2 separate regions of the Zea mays genome follow, and region 1 is linked to region 2. The links are chromatin contacts, called in public Hi-C maps. All regions are on one chromosome and are shown on one strand. The core of a region is the stretch at or near the end of the contact, and the rest is flanking DNA. Distances in the headings are between cores, read along the strand shown.

Region 1 (6,590 bases), core at 1,608-4,107, 180 kb before region 2:
TGAAGCTAGCTTTTTACCAAAAAAGAACAGTAAACACCAATCAGAATTCAACATGAACAGAAATGCATGAGCCTAATTATTAAACACACTAATACTGTATGTAAGGGGATCAGCATACCATGTAGAGTAAATAAGCCAAGGAAAGAGGTGTGGTGCGTAGTAATAACCTAAACGGCACAAAGAATAGTGAATCAGAAGGCACTGATGGATCACTATTAGTGAAGGAGATGATCTTTAATCGTCTCAGAACATAAAGAAGGCACGTTGAGCACACCATCTGCACATGTTTGTTAAGTGTTAACAAAGAAGGGAGAAAAAACACAAATGATAGAATACAAATGTACACTAGAAGTTTAGCCAACAGCAACCAGAAGATTTGGGATCCACTATTTCCCAAGGATGAGCAAAGTGAAAATATTTGCAGCACTTCAAGCAAGACTTGGAACATTCATGAAATAAAATTAAAGGCAGTATTTGTTGATATTTGGAACTATAGCATGGGGAAAAATAAATATTTTCAATAACAAATCGATTAAAAAATCATGGAACACAGACATGAAACTTTCAGATACTCCATCCAGAAAAGTGCATGAAGCATGCACGCCATAGATTTTCCCAGAACACATCCAGTACCTGAAGGAGTGTGATGACATTCGCACAAGGGAAATTATACGAAGAGAGAGCTGCTTTGTTAAACATCACTAGCAACACTGCAAATTGAGAAGTACCAAAATTAGTACAGCAAATGGGTTCTGAAAATGGAAACGAAGCAATAACACATCATCTTTCTGTGGACATTGGTTCTTTGGTTACCATGCTTCTAGAGCTAAAGAAAATGGCATCACAGAGTGAATCATCAAGCAACTCAAATGAATGTATGGGTATGAACTTGTAGCAGATTAACAGTGTGTAAGATAATTTGAGGCACACAAGTACAATATGTGGAGTCCACATAACTAAATATTGCATTGGCATACTGCACATGTTAAGGAGAATACAGAACAAACAAAACAATGATTAAGAGACCCTTTTTTTCGTTTTTCTTGCTCAACCAGATGTTTGGTGCAAATACGCGATCTATCTAAATATTTGAAAGAAGCAATGTAGATAAACCAAAATTAAGATGAAATGAATCAAGTAAAACTGACTACCATGCATTGTGCAGAACTCCTTCAACTGGTATTATAAGCAGATCGCAATGTCCAAACTCGCAGCATAGAGATCGGATTAGATGAATGATTTTGAATGCAATGCAAAAGTGACTTCCAGCGCAATTTCAGTCATGAATGCAAAAGGGGGTATCATTAGTAACTCCAACATAATCAGCCCAACTACAGTAACCCGTTCACAGTTCTCCAACCTTCCAGTAAGCAGCACATATAAATGAAAGACGAGTTTAATTGTGCAATCAAAACCTCATTCACCACTTAACAATGACTCAAATCTTCCACACTAATCCCCCCACCCTAAAAGTGAAAATGGTTTGTTGATTTTTCTCTCGTGTTTTTCCTCAGTGGGACCACCTTCCTTTGTTCCAATTTCGTCATGCAACAAATGAGCAGGTTTCAGTTCAAAAGGCTAGATAGATAGATAGTTAGATGAAGACAATGATGTATCTATTCTATGAAATGGTTATTCTTATCCAGTTGAACCATCATCCAAATATGGGGTTGAAGTAATTTACATCCTATCGTCAGCATCAAGCAATATAGTACATGAGATAACAGGGGACCATCACTCTTCATGACAGGTCCTCTGTTTGATCTAATTTCATACAGGTAGCAGCTAGAAAGCTTACTCCATTGACCTATTCATTCTGAAATGTATTCCGACAGGGTTCTGTGATTATGTTCTTCCACAAGTCACAAGTGTGCCCGAGCAATAAGCATAGACCCACTCCAAAGGCAGATAAGGTAGCATGGTAGCTCCATTTGTTACCACCAAAATTCAGCTAACATTACGACAGTAAATAACATATTCATCATGGCTGCAGCCTGCAGGCTCAATTATTTGTATGAAATAGCCCATTCCTTACTTATAGAATTTCGTAAACATGTATGTATGCCGTATATACTGTCCACTTTGCGTATAATTCATAGCAACAGAACTAGGAAAACGGTCTCTCACTCTTCCAAAAAGCTCGGTCGCGCTGCCAAAAGCCGAAAGGCCAAAGCACAAGTCAACCATCCGGCACGAGCTCCAAAATCACGTACTAAGCTGAATCCAACAGAAAACGTGGCGACTAGCACAGGCAACGAGTCAAACACGTGATGCAGGTGTTCTCCCGTCCCCAAATTCCCTGAACGCGACGAACGAAGCACAGTGCACCAGCAGCACGGCCGCACCGCGAGCAGTCTACGCGACAGAAACAAGCAAATAAAGCCGCGCGTACCGGAGCATGCCATGTAAGAGAGCGCGGCGGTGCCGCCGCGGCGGGTCATGGCGGACCCCTTGAACAGCACGGCATCGTCGCCGCCTGCCCCTCCGCCGTTTCCCTTGCCGTCGTCCGCTGAGACCGGCAGCAGCGCGCCCCTCTCCACGCCGCCCTTCGCCATCCCTCCGGCTAGGATCTCCGCTCCCCGATCCGCCTCCTCCTAGCCCCTCCTGCTCCGCCCGCGAGCACGCCGAGGCCGAGGAGCAGGAGGATATTTCTGTCCCCACCCACTTACTTGGCTCTGGCCCTATGCAGCGCGCCTGCACGCGACTGGACTCGTGCGCCGCGCTGGTAACAACAGGTGCGGGGGTGCGTTGTCTGCCTCGTCGTCCTCGCCTCGGCGACTGACTGACTTGGCGGTCAGCGACTCCGGACGCCGGAATGGGAGCGGATGCGGAAGCTTCTGCCCGACCGCGCCGGCAGCCGCCTTTTATTGGAAGCGGACGGACGGGTGCGGTTTGGGGCAAGTTGCTGCTCGGTGTCTGGCTGGCCTGCCTCGCGCGTCAGTCCGTCACGTTGCGAATTGCGTTGCATCCAGGCGTTGGACGACCGTTGGTCACATCGCGATCGCGTCGGGGTCACAGCTACAGGGACCCGGGTAAAGTGTGCGATGTCAATACACCCGGACACTCACGAGGCAGGGCCCTGATAAGAAGCTAGTAATCCTCGGCGAAGGGATGACATCCAGCGATCCACCAGCCGGAATTAGAGATGGCAATGGGTACCCGAAACCCGATGGGTTTTTACTTTATTAGAGTACAGGTTTGGGTCAATTTTCATATCCATGAGTTTGTTAATGAGCATAAATGTATACCCGACGGGTTCATGGGTACGGGTTTGTTCCTATAGTACCCAAACTCGTGAACCCATGGATTTTTTAAACCCGACCAAACCTAGTGCATATTGTCATTTTATTTTATAAATAAACAACATACTTGTTATCTACCTATTTACTTCCTAATTTTTATCAAATAGTGAATGTATAAGTAGTTGGTGATAGTGTTGCTTGCTTGTTATTATAGTTATTACTAGCGTTATATATGTGGTGGATGTATAACTTAGTGCAAGGTAACTTGATTATACAACGTATTATTTGTATTTAATTCTCTCTACTAATATTATTTATACCAAATCATGAACTCGTTGTTCGTTATATAAACTTTGGACCATAATCTCATTAATCATTACGATACTTATTGATTATAAAAAGAATAAGCATATTGGAGATAAAAAACCTGCGGGTAACCCGTGGGTAACCGCAAACCTGATAGGTACGAGTTTAGGGGTTTTTTAATGGGTATAAATATTTTTCACGGGTACGGGTTTGGGATAGCAAAACCTGGCGATTTTGTACCCGTTGCTATCTCTAGCCGGGATACGGTGGCGCTGTGTGTCGTTCATCCGATGGCATGCGCTAAAAAGGAAGGGCGATTCTGGTGTTAGTGATCCGATCTGCCCAGCCCAGGGCTGCAGGGATCTAGATTAGCGATATGATTCTTCGCGTCACTCATCTTTGGGAAGTAATTGGAGATGCCATGTGCTGTTTTTATTCGCCTTATTATTAGGATGCGTAATCGGATACTGAGATTGCACATACATCGTGTCTGCCGTTACGCGTACCCGCCATCCCTGATTATCTACAGCCGCTTAAAAGAAACACTAAAAAAATGCTAGTTTTGCCGCTCAAGAAATTTATTGGGATAATAAGATTTATTTTTTTGCCACACAAACCTTTACTGGGATTTAAAGCAAAATCTTAAAGCACTTAAAATGAGCACTCTAACATATTGAAGCGATATTAAGATTTGCCACGCAACAGTTATCTATTGCCTAAATTAAGCACTCTAAAATCTTGAAGCAACATCGAGGTTTCACGTGGACGTATAAGAAATTTACTTGTTACTTAAAATCATTCTCTCTCCATCTCATAATAAAAAATGCTTTCTATAAATTCTTAGTATCCGCATCTTTGCATGCACCCGTGATCACCCCTTCGCTAGGAGTTAATGTCTTATGTTTTTTGTAGAATATTATTTTTTTTAGACAAATACGAAACCTCATAAAGTTATTTATTTTAAAATAGATAGAGTAGTTGTTAAAAGCTTGATTGTGTCGTCTAATGATTCTTACTTGATTACCTTGATTCTAAGATGATTTTATGGTTCTAATAAATATGATCCTATGATTTTGTAATTATATTGTTGTAGTTCCAATAAGATTTAGGCCACAAGTTTAATAATCTTACTGAAAAAATAAAATAGGTTGCAAGCGTCTAAGATATTAGGTAAGTTAGTAGATGACAAGTGTTTTGATAATTAGCAACTTTTGTATTTCTGTTATTGTGCAGTCTAATTCCACGCAATAACGAGAGGTGAGGCTTTTGTATTGGGAGAGTGAGTTTCTAGTTATAGTCCAATTACAAGGAATTGAGTCTCTGATTCCAAATCTCAATTCCACGTGCAATCAAACAACAGAATTTAGAAAACTGATTCCAATTCCCAATTATGTGCTCTAATATTTATATTTAAATAGGGTGTAAGGTTAGTTTCAATGAGTTCTGTCATAGTTTTATTTATATTTAATAATCTACCAGATAAATATTTCATGAAATAACAACACAAGAAAAGAGGTAAGAAGTGAGTTTCGTGAAGACAAAACTCTTTGGGCGTATTACCAACTCTTTATGAGTCATAAATTAAATATCTATAAAACCATGTAATAAAATTTTTTATTGAGAGTTGGTGTTTCATTTCTTTCTATATGATATGCAGTCTTAAAACTGACAAAAAAAACTTTTAATTGAATAGAACAACATAATATAGCAAAATACTCAAGTAGCCTAACTTCACTTCTCCCTTTTTTATTATTTGAGGGGGATTACAAAGGTACCTTCGACTTTCTAAATCAAGAGTTCAAAGATCACAAAAAACATTTTCGTGTGTGGAACAATTTTAGGGAACTACGTCTTGCCCACCCTCAATGAATGGTATTGTTTCTCTATTTATAGTGGTAAGGTACATCTTCGTATGAAATTACAATCATGCCCATAAGCCATATTTACATAATCTATATGTTCATCATGCTGGAAGGGCTTTTGGAGTCTTTCCTTCTTCATCTGCTTCTTATGTCGAAGTTATGTGGCCGAAGCTTCTTCTCTTCGTCGATCACATTCGCCAGTTCCAGTTTCGTTCTCCTATTGTGCGGGGTTCCGGACAAAGGATAGCTTCGTAACTTTTCTGCTGGCACCTGAAATGTGTTTTGTCATACAAAACTATGCTTAGGGACCTTTGGCTACGTGGACCCAAAAGTAACCCCTTGCGGGATTAGTTTGTTTTTCAAAACGAGCTCAGACCACATAAATGAAGGATAAAGGCCTTGAGCCGAAGGTTTGAAAAAACCTTCCCAAAGCTCGTTATAAGAAACAAATTCGTGGTTAATGACTAGGTGGGTCCACTTTGCAGTGGGAAAGATTAGTGAATCTCGGACATCGCGCCTCTTTTTTGTATAAAAGTGGTGAATGCCGCACTGCCACGCATGACATTTACTGATGTTGGATTGCAATTTCTAGCCTTTTTTCTGCCTTCGAAGCTTGCTTCAAATCATCTTTAAGAAGCCCTTGTTCTCTTAGAGTTAGCTTTCGATGCTCCTAAAGCGAAGGGAGAGGCTTCAATTACGGGAGCCTAAGCGACCGTGCCAAGCGTTGAGGATACTGTTGTGGACCCAGCTAAGGAGTCGGATGATGACAACAAAGATATTGACATTGAAGCAGGCATCAATGATATCTGACCTACGAAGGCAAGTCACGTGGACTTCGAAAAATCTACAATTAAGAAAGTGAAATTCGCCTAAAGGGGGTGAATAGGCGAAACCTGAAAATTATAAGCTTTGAACACGAACTTTACCCGGGGTTAGGACTAGAAATGAATAATAACGAAATCAGAGTGCGGGAGAGTGTTCTTCTTGCTATGCGTTGCTCAATCAATATGGATAACTTTGGGAGCTAACTCAAAAAGATTGTGATCAAGAGAACTTAGAGAGAGGGGTGATGAGGACATCACTTCTATTCATACAATGTATGGACCGATAACACGATTGCGTGCACGACATCTAAATATCCAGGTACATTCTACCCTAGTAAATTGTGTTACAGAGCTTA
Region 2 (6,825 bases), core at 1,320-3,819:
AGTCATCATGTCTACGGATGCCCAGCTGGTACAGATATATTGATGAGTGATCTTATGTATCGGCAAGAGAGCAGACATGTTCATGTTGTTAGTACTCTATATAACAAAGCAAGCTGTTCCTCGCCGTTGTTCATAATCAAATCATGGGCTACATGATATATATAGTAATATAATAGCCTTCGGATCCACATAGATTTTAAGACCCCATGATTCTAGAGGATTCTAAGACACAGACACAGAATCCACGAAACAACATATATAGATTGTTTTTTATATCTGAAACCCAGATTTTACAATCTCATCCGAGCATGTCTAGTACAGGCTAGTACAGCATATGGAACCTAACGTTATCATAATACGTAATACAGGCTAGTACAGTAGTATATGGCAGTATGTCAGCTAGATTTTAATAATAAACAGCTGGTTTTGCATATCAGTAGTTCAGATTAGTTGTGAATCCAGCAACGCGGTACCTTGAATTTCGGGAGCCCAATGACACACGCGCACTCGACCACATCGGCTCCAGCACGTTCTGGAAAGCAATTTGTAGTAGTAATTAGCTCAAACATAAAAAAGGGCTAATACTCACTATTACTTTACAGTAGTATCATTGTCCACATTTCTCAGGCCAACTAACTACTACGTTTAACTGAGAAGGGGGGAAAAAAATGCTACTATGTGCTGGCACATGCAGTTCCAACGCAAGCAGCAGTACTGGATACTACTTCGTTTGAATTTGAATGCATAGTAGTAGTAGAGTTGAAACCGAGCCGCTCACGTACCTAGAAGCCTGATCGCAGCACAGAGTGTCCCTCCGGTCGCAACCAGGTCGTCGATGACCAGCACCCGCTCGCCGGATCGCTCGATGGCCCCGACACGCATCTCCAGGCAATCAGTCCCGTACTCGAGAACGTACTTCTCGGAGATCACCTCACCTTCCAATAATAATAATAATAATTGTTTCCGAGAGCCGGTGTCAGCACATGATTCTACAACATTGTGGACAGAAGTGGGGAATGAATGAATGATCGGTCTCGTATAAACCGTCTGTTGCATTTTTCTTTTAATATCCCATTCACGGGACTGCAACTGCATGCAGGCCAGACAAACAACTCTGGCGGTGTCAGAGATTATGGGCTAAGCAAGAACCCTCCTCGCTAAACATATACTTGATCAGGGTGTCGCCACAGGCTGGGCACTAGATCGACAAAAGCAACAGCTGGGTACAGTGCAGAGTGTGGAGATGGGTTAAGAAGAAGAAGAAAAACAGAACATGCATGGTCATGGAATCTCTCACCTGGGAGCTTCCTTGGCTTGCGCAGAGGTATGAACTTAGCGCCAATAGCCAGCGCGATCGCCGGGCCGAACACGAAGCCCCTGGCCTCAATCCCTGGACAGGAATGTCCAAGTGAACCCAACAATTTATCAGAGCCAGCGCAAATCGCTCGATTTGTACGTCCCGCTTGTAAAGAAAAATAAAAAAAATGGAAATTCGGGAACACGGCCCGCGGAACGGAAGCGGACAGAGGATCCAGCGAGCCGCAGAGCAAAATCTCGGAAACAGTTACAGCGACAGCGACAGCGGAGCCGCGTGACATCAGGGCGCGCCACCCGCGGAAACCGACGACGGGTGTGTACCGCCGGCGTCCCCGGACCGCCCGATCCCGTGCGCCGGCCGCACGCAACCGTCCGATCACGCGGTCCCAAGGGGGGCCACGTACCGGACGAGGCGGAAAAGCCTGGAAAGTCGCGTCGGCCCAGGTCAGTCATGTGCCAACGGACCCGGGGCAGGTGCGGGCGCGCGCGACGACAAAAGCCCGGGGGAGCAAAAGGACCAGGGTGATCTCAGAGATTTTACGGAATCTCAGAACTCTGCCCACAGCTCAGCTAGTCAGCTCCCCCCGCGGCTGCACGCGCACGGCCGGGACGACAGCGACGTGCCGCTCCAGTCACCGCAAGGCTGCCTACTCGGCACTCGGCAGTCGGCACTCGGCAGAGAGAGGTGGGCGGGACGATACTAGGGGAGGTGTCCGTCGGGTTCTGCTGCTTACCGGCGACGGCGTCGATGCCCATCCCGCGGTACCGCTCGACGAACAGGTCGACGGCGTCCTTGAACACCCTGGGGCGCAGCAGCAGCGTGGTGATGTCGTTGAACATGATGCCTGACCGCAAGCCCCCCAACGGCGCACGCATGATGCATGCACACACACACATACACAAGAGCGCGCGAAGCAGAAAAAAAAAAGAACGGTCAGCGTTACTGGCAAGCGGCGGCGTGATCAATCGGAGAGCAGCGCGTGGATGGAGATTGGAGAGGAATGAAAGAATGAACACGAGGAGGCCAAGGGCAAGGGCATGCACGCACCTTGCTTGGGGAAGTGCGGCACGACGCGGATGGCGTCGGAAATGCCCTGCAGCCGGGGGTCGGCCGCGGCGGCGGGGGCTGCAGCCGGCTCGCGGCCGACCTCCTTGCCCACCGGCTTGGCGTTGGTGCCGGCCTCCGTCAGGCTGACGGCGTCGCAGCTGGCCTCCTCGCCCATCAATTAATTCCTCTTTCTCTCTCTCCCACGCTCGGCTGGCTCGCTTGCTCGGTCCAAAACAAGCTTCCTCCTACGCCTTTGTTGTTGCTTGCTAGACTGGTGACTGGTGAGTGGTGAGCGAGCTAGTATTGAAGCAAGTGCCGGGGCTCCCTCGTTGCGCGCTGTTTATAAAGAGGAGGGCAGGAGAGCAGTGATGGTACGGCACGGCAGCCCACACCACGCATATATAGAGCCTACTAGTAAGACACTATACGTGCATAGGCACACCATCTCTCTCTCTCAGTGTGTCTCAATGTGTGACACTATACTTGCACAGTCGTAGACACAGTACGTGACAATGTGAGTGAGTGATGGTGGGTATTCCTCTTCCTCTTTTGGTGAAAAGCTTCGCGCCCTAGACTAGACCCAGTATTTTGACGGGCAGCGCCTAGCCGTTTTCAGAGAGGAAAGGGAAAGAAAACGGGGTGCGTTAGACTGCTTTCAACGGTTCCCATCGACCTCCCTCTCCCCCTCCCCTACCCCTTAGCCGTTTAGGGCCTATTAGCTTAGGCCCTCCTCGGCCGGGATCACGGCCTAATCCCATGGAATACCACCTCCTGGAAACAATCCTGGTCCAAAAAAGAAAGGCGCTCGGTTAAGTCCCTTTTGTCCCCCGTCCTAGAACTGTGCCCGGTCGAGTTCATGATTTTTTTATTGCCCCTGGTCTAGAACAGCGCCCGGTCTCTTAGGGGTGGAACGGCACCCGCGCGACATAAGTCGTAAAGAGTAGGCGGCAACGACGGTGTATAGGTGCGACATTAACCGAATAAACTTTTTGAGGCAGGGATTAAACATAGAGGGATTAAACCCCCAAGAGGATTAAGTGAAAGGGAGGGATCCACTTAATCCCTCCATGAATTAGATCCACTTGGGGATTCAATCCCTTGTAAACGAACATGCCCTTAGGGGGTTCAAATCCCTACGACGGTGCCCCCTTTGAACTCCTCTACACGCTACAATTTAAGTGGAGGCTACAGGAAACAAACAGATGTGGGGGTGCGACAGTGAGCCCTCTGCCCTCGGTTTACGTGTGCGGCAGTGTTTTTTAGTTGGGAAAAATGATAATAGATGGTGAATATGTATGAAAAATGATATTTTATGATTATAGTGGGGTATAGGGGAATGATTTAGGGGGAACCGCTGTACAGGGTGGAGATATAGGGGAAGAGAGATAGCTGACGTGGCGGGAAAGTGAGGTATAGGGAGAGAAATTTAGAGGAGATGATTGAAGACATACTTAGTCGTCAAGAGCCATGCAGTAGGCGCTGCCGCTGCTCCACGCACCTCCACTTGGGCTGGCCTAGCCAGTAGCTACCGGACCGCACCGGATTTCGCTTGTGGGTAGTACCCCGCCACCGCGCCCCGTCGGAACTCGCAGCGGCAGGGCCGGGTGGAGTGGGAGATCAGCCTACCTGCTGCCGCTGGCCGCTGCCTACATGAGTTGCAGAAAAAATACCATTTTGTTCAGTACCGTATTCCGTTTTTATCCGGACTATTTTTATATTTATGAGAAAAAATGGAAACCGGAGACAAACGGGATGATATATTACGGGAACGGGAACGAAACGGTTCAGTGTTTTTTCATACGTACTTCTGAAATCCGTTCTTTTACCGGGATATTCCCGTTTTCTCTGTTTCTAGAATCCCGTTTTAGGGTTCTTTGATGATCGGACAACACATTGAAAAGTGTAGTACATCCCTATAGTAACGGCATCTAAAAAGGCAGCATGGAAATCTATTGCAACAATCCATTGTCTAAAAGACTACACCCCCATAGTTCAAAGTAACCCATGTTAGTGTGCCTGCATGATAAATATATATTTCTTTACTCTCTAGCAACATCAAAGTATGCGATACAATCTCACAAAAACAAATGATACAAAACATGAAAAATAAAGCCTAATGTTATATGATGATGCTTGTTGCTGCCACCACCAAGTAACAATTTTGTGTTCTATGTTCTAGTCCTCATCCTCATCTATTAAAGCCGCATGTGGTTCAACTATATTTTGCTTGAAATAATCAACCTCTAAATCATCGGCGACCTAAAACAAGAATTCATCCTCCTCCCCTCTCTACCTTTGCATGTAGTAGTTTACTTCCAGTAGATCAATGAGATCATAAAGTCTAGCATTCTCATCCTCATCTCCCCACCCTTACCTTCCTCCACAATCTAAAATAACATTATGTGACCAAATTTGTTTTTCTACTTCTCTGCCTTCTTTTTAAAACTTGTCCTATGCTATCTTAGTGACATGGTCACCGTGTCCTGGTTTTCTTACATGGACGCATACAAAAAAGTTAGCCATGGTAACTAAAAGAAGGTAATAAAAACATACAGTGTCAATGCACTCACTAGTAAATTTACGCAAGCCAGAAACAAGCTCTGTCATGATCTGTATTGGAACTTTTCCATCCTCCTTTATCCTCTCCTCTCGGTTTCGCTTGGTAGCAACCTTTTTCCTCCCAAGTGAACCATTCGAGGGTACCTGGATGTATTGGGTGATTTAGATCCCTTTTTTGGTATCACAATGTTGCTCCTTTCAATACTTAAGGTAGTTATTGAGGAGCTCAGATTCACATCTAAACTTCTGGCCAAATGAACCTTCTATCTTATTGTATCCCTAACTTCCACTGTATCCACACATGATTATTATTTATATTTGCTAGTACTCTATTGAAAGGAATTAGTTAATTATGAAAAAAATCAAAAGTAAAGAGTAAAAGATGTAACCAACCTCATCATAATAACCCCATGTATTCGCACTAGTAATCTATTCCAAGCTTTGATGCCACATTGCACAATATAGGTGGGGCTCTGAGATGTTTTCTTCTCTTTCTCTCTCTCTATTTTATTTTTGGTTCATGATGATAATACTTAGACCATAGATCCACTCACTAAAATGACATTTTCAGTATCGGTGCCACACACAATGTTACATATGTATATGTACATACAAATATTGTTTTAAGAGAAAAATAAAACTCTTAACTTGTTCCTGTTACTACACTCAAACTCAAGATTATCTTTGGGTGCAACCTTAGCTAGATCTCGGCAATCATAGATGGTTGCCGAGTCATTTTGATGCGGCTTTGTTCTTCTCATCGCCCATCATTGGTTGATGGTTTGGGAGGTATAACCCACTACTTGAGGAACTCATGTTTCTTACACTGTCTTTGTTCACACATGATGTATCTTGGGTCCAACTTGTTCGGCCCATCGATCCACTGAAAGAAGTAATAACTCTCCTTGTCCTAAAAGAGTTGATGCCAAAACATTATCAGTTATTTCATAGAAAATATGAAGAAATACACAACAAACCATTATTTACAAAACAATCGCCATATATGTAGAAGGCATATGTGGTAGTATTCCGATGTCTTGATTAAAACAACATAGTCATATTTAGGTACCGGTAGTTTAGGATGAATAAGTGCATCCTTACAAGGCACATCTAGGTATAAAGCTTTAGGACAACCCTGTCTTCATCACTTTGGTCATACACCATTCATTTATTAAAACATAGGGTACCATGTACCAATCAAATATATGAACTACATCTGCGTTAAAAATCTAATATACTCTTATAACCTAAACTAACTTAATATAAACTAATATAAATAACTAAACATAAACTATATATTAAAGTTAATCATATAAAGTGAATTAACTAAACTTGCTAACTCCGTATTAACTGCAAAATTTAGCATTCATGCTAACTAAACGTAGATCATATACAACTACATTTACACATACAAATCGAGAACATAGCCTAAATACATATTTATAAACATATTCGGTGTAGAAAAACTCACTACCATTCTAGTTATAATTGGATTTTTGAGCGAAACCTTAGTCACCTAGGGTATTCTTCAAACCAACATTAAAACATGCAAATGAGTGATGAAATACCAATTACCAAATCGAGAGATTTTAGATAGTGAAGTGTGGAAACTGTATGAGCTTCTTAGGCTATTCCTAATCCAAAATATCATACTCCAATATCCAAGAATGCTACATAGGATAAAAAGTATGATACTAATACAAAATACATCCTCCACAAGGTATAGTATCATACTTAGTATACTCCCTCAGTTCCCTATCTTAAAGTCACGAAGTTATATCCTAAGTCATTTCTTTCAACTTTGATCGGTAATAAAAATATTCATAAATATTTACTAAATAAAAATAGAACTATTAAATTTATAAATAATTTTTGCAATTTAAAAATAAATATTTTTATAG

What was found. A called contact is a pair of places that touch in the nucleus more often than the background predicts.
Region 1: a contact with region 2 is called in a Hi-C map of ear, with 4 times the contacts expected there. The contact joins the promoter of LOC100272770 here to the promoter of LOC100275070 in region 2. A contact is called at or near these places in 3 of 25 Hi-C or Micro-C datasets (ear, endosperm and tassel).

What each region holds. Positions count from the first base shown.
Region 1 is chr4:143,264,831-143,271,420 of Zm-B73-REFERENCE-NAM-5.0, reverse strand. LOC100272770 (Nucleotide/sugar transporter family protein) reads right to left here and starts at 2,857. Exons shown (of 10, transcript NM_001308272.1): 1 at 2,393-2,857; 2 at 634-710; 3 at 119-277; 4 at 1-5.
Region 2 is chr4:143,085,389-143,092,213 of Zm-B73-REFERENCE-NAM-5.0, reverse strand. LOC100275070 (Adenine phosphoribosyltransferase 2) reads right to left here and starts at 2,569. Exons shown (of 6, transcript NM_001317853.1): 1 at 2,366-2,569; 2 at 2,052-2,162; 3 at 1,298-1,390; 4 at 783-935; 5 at 474-532. The coding sequence starts at 2,540.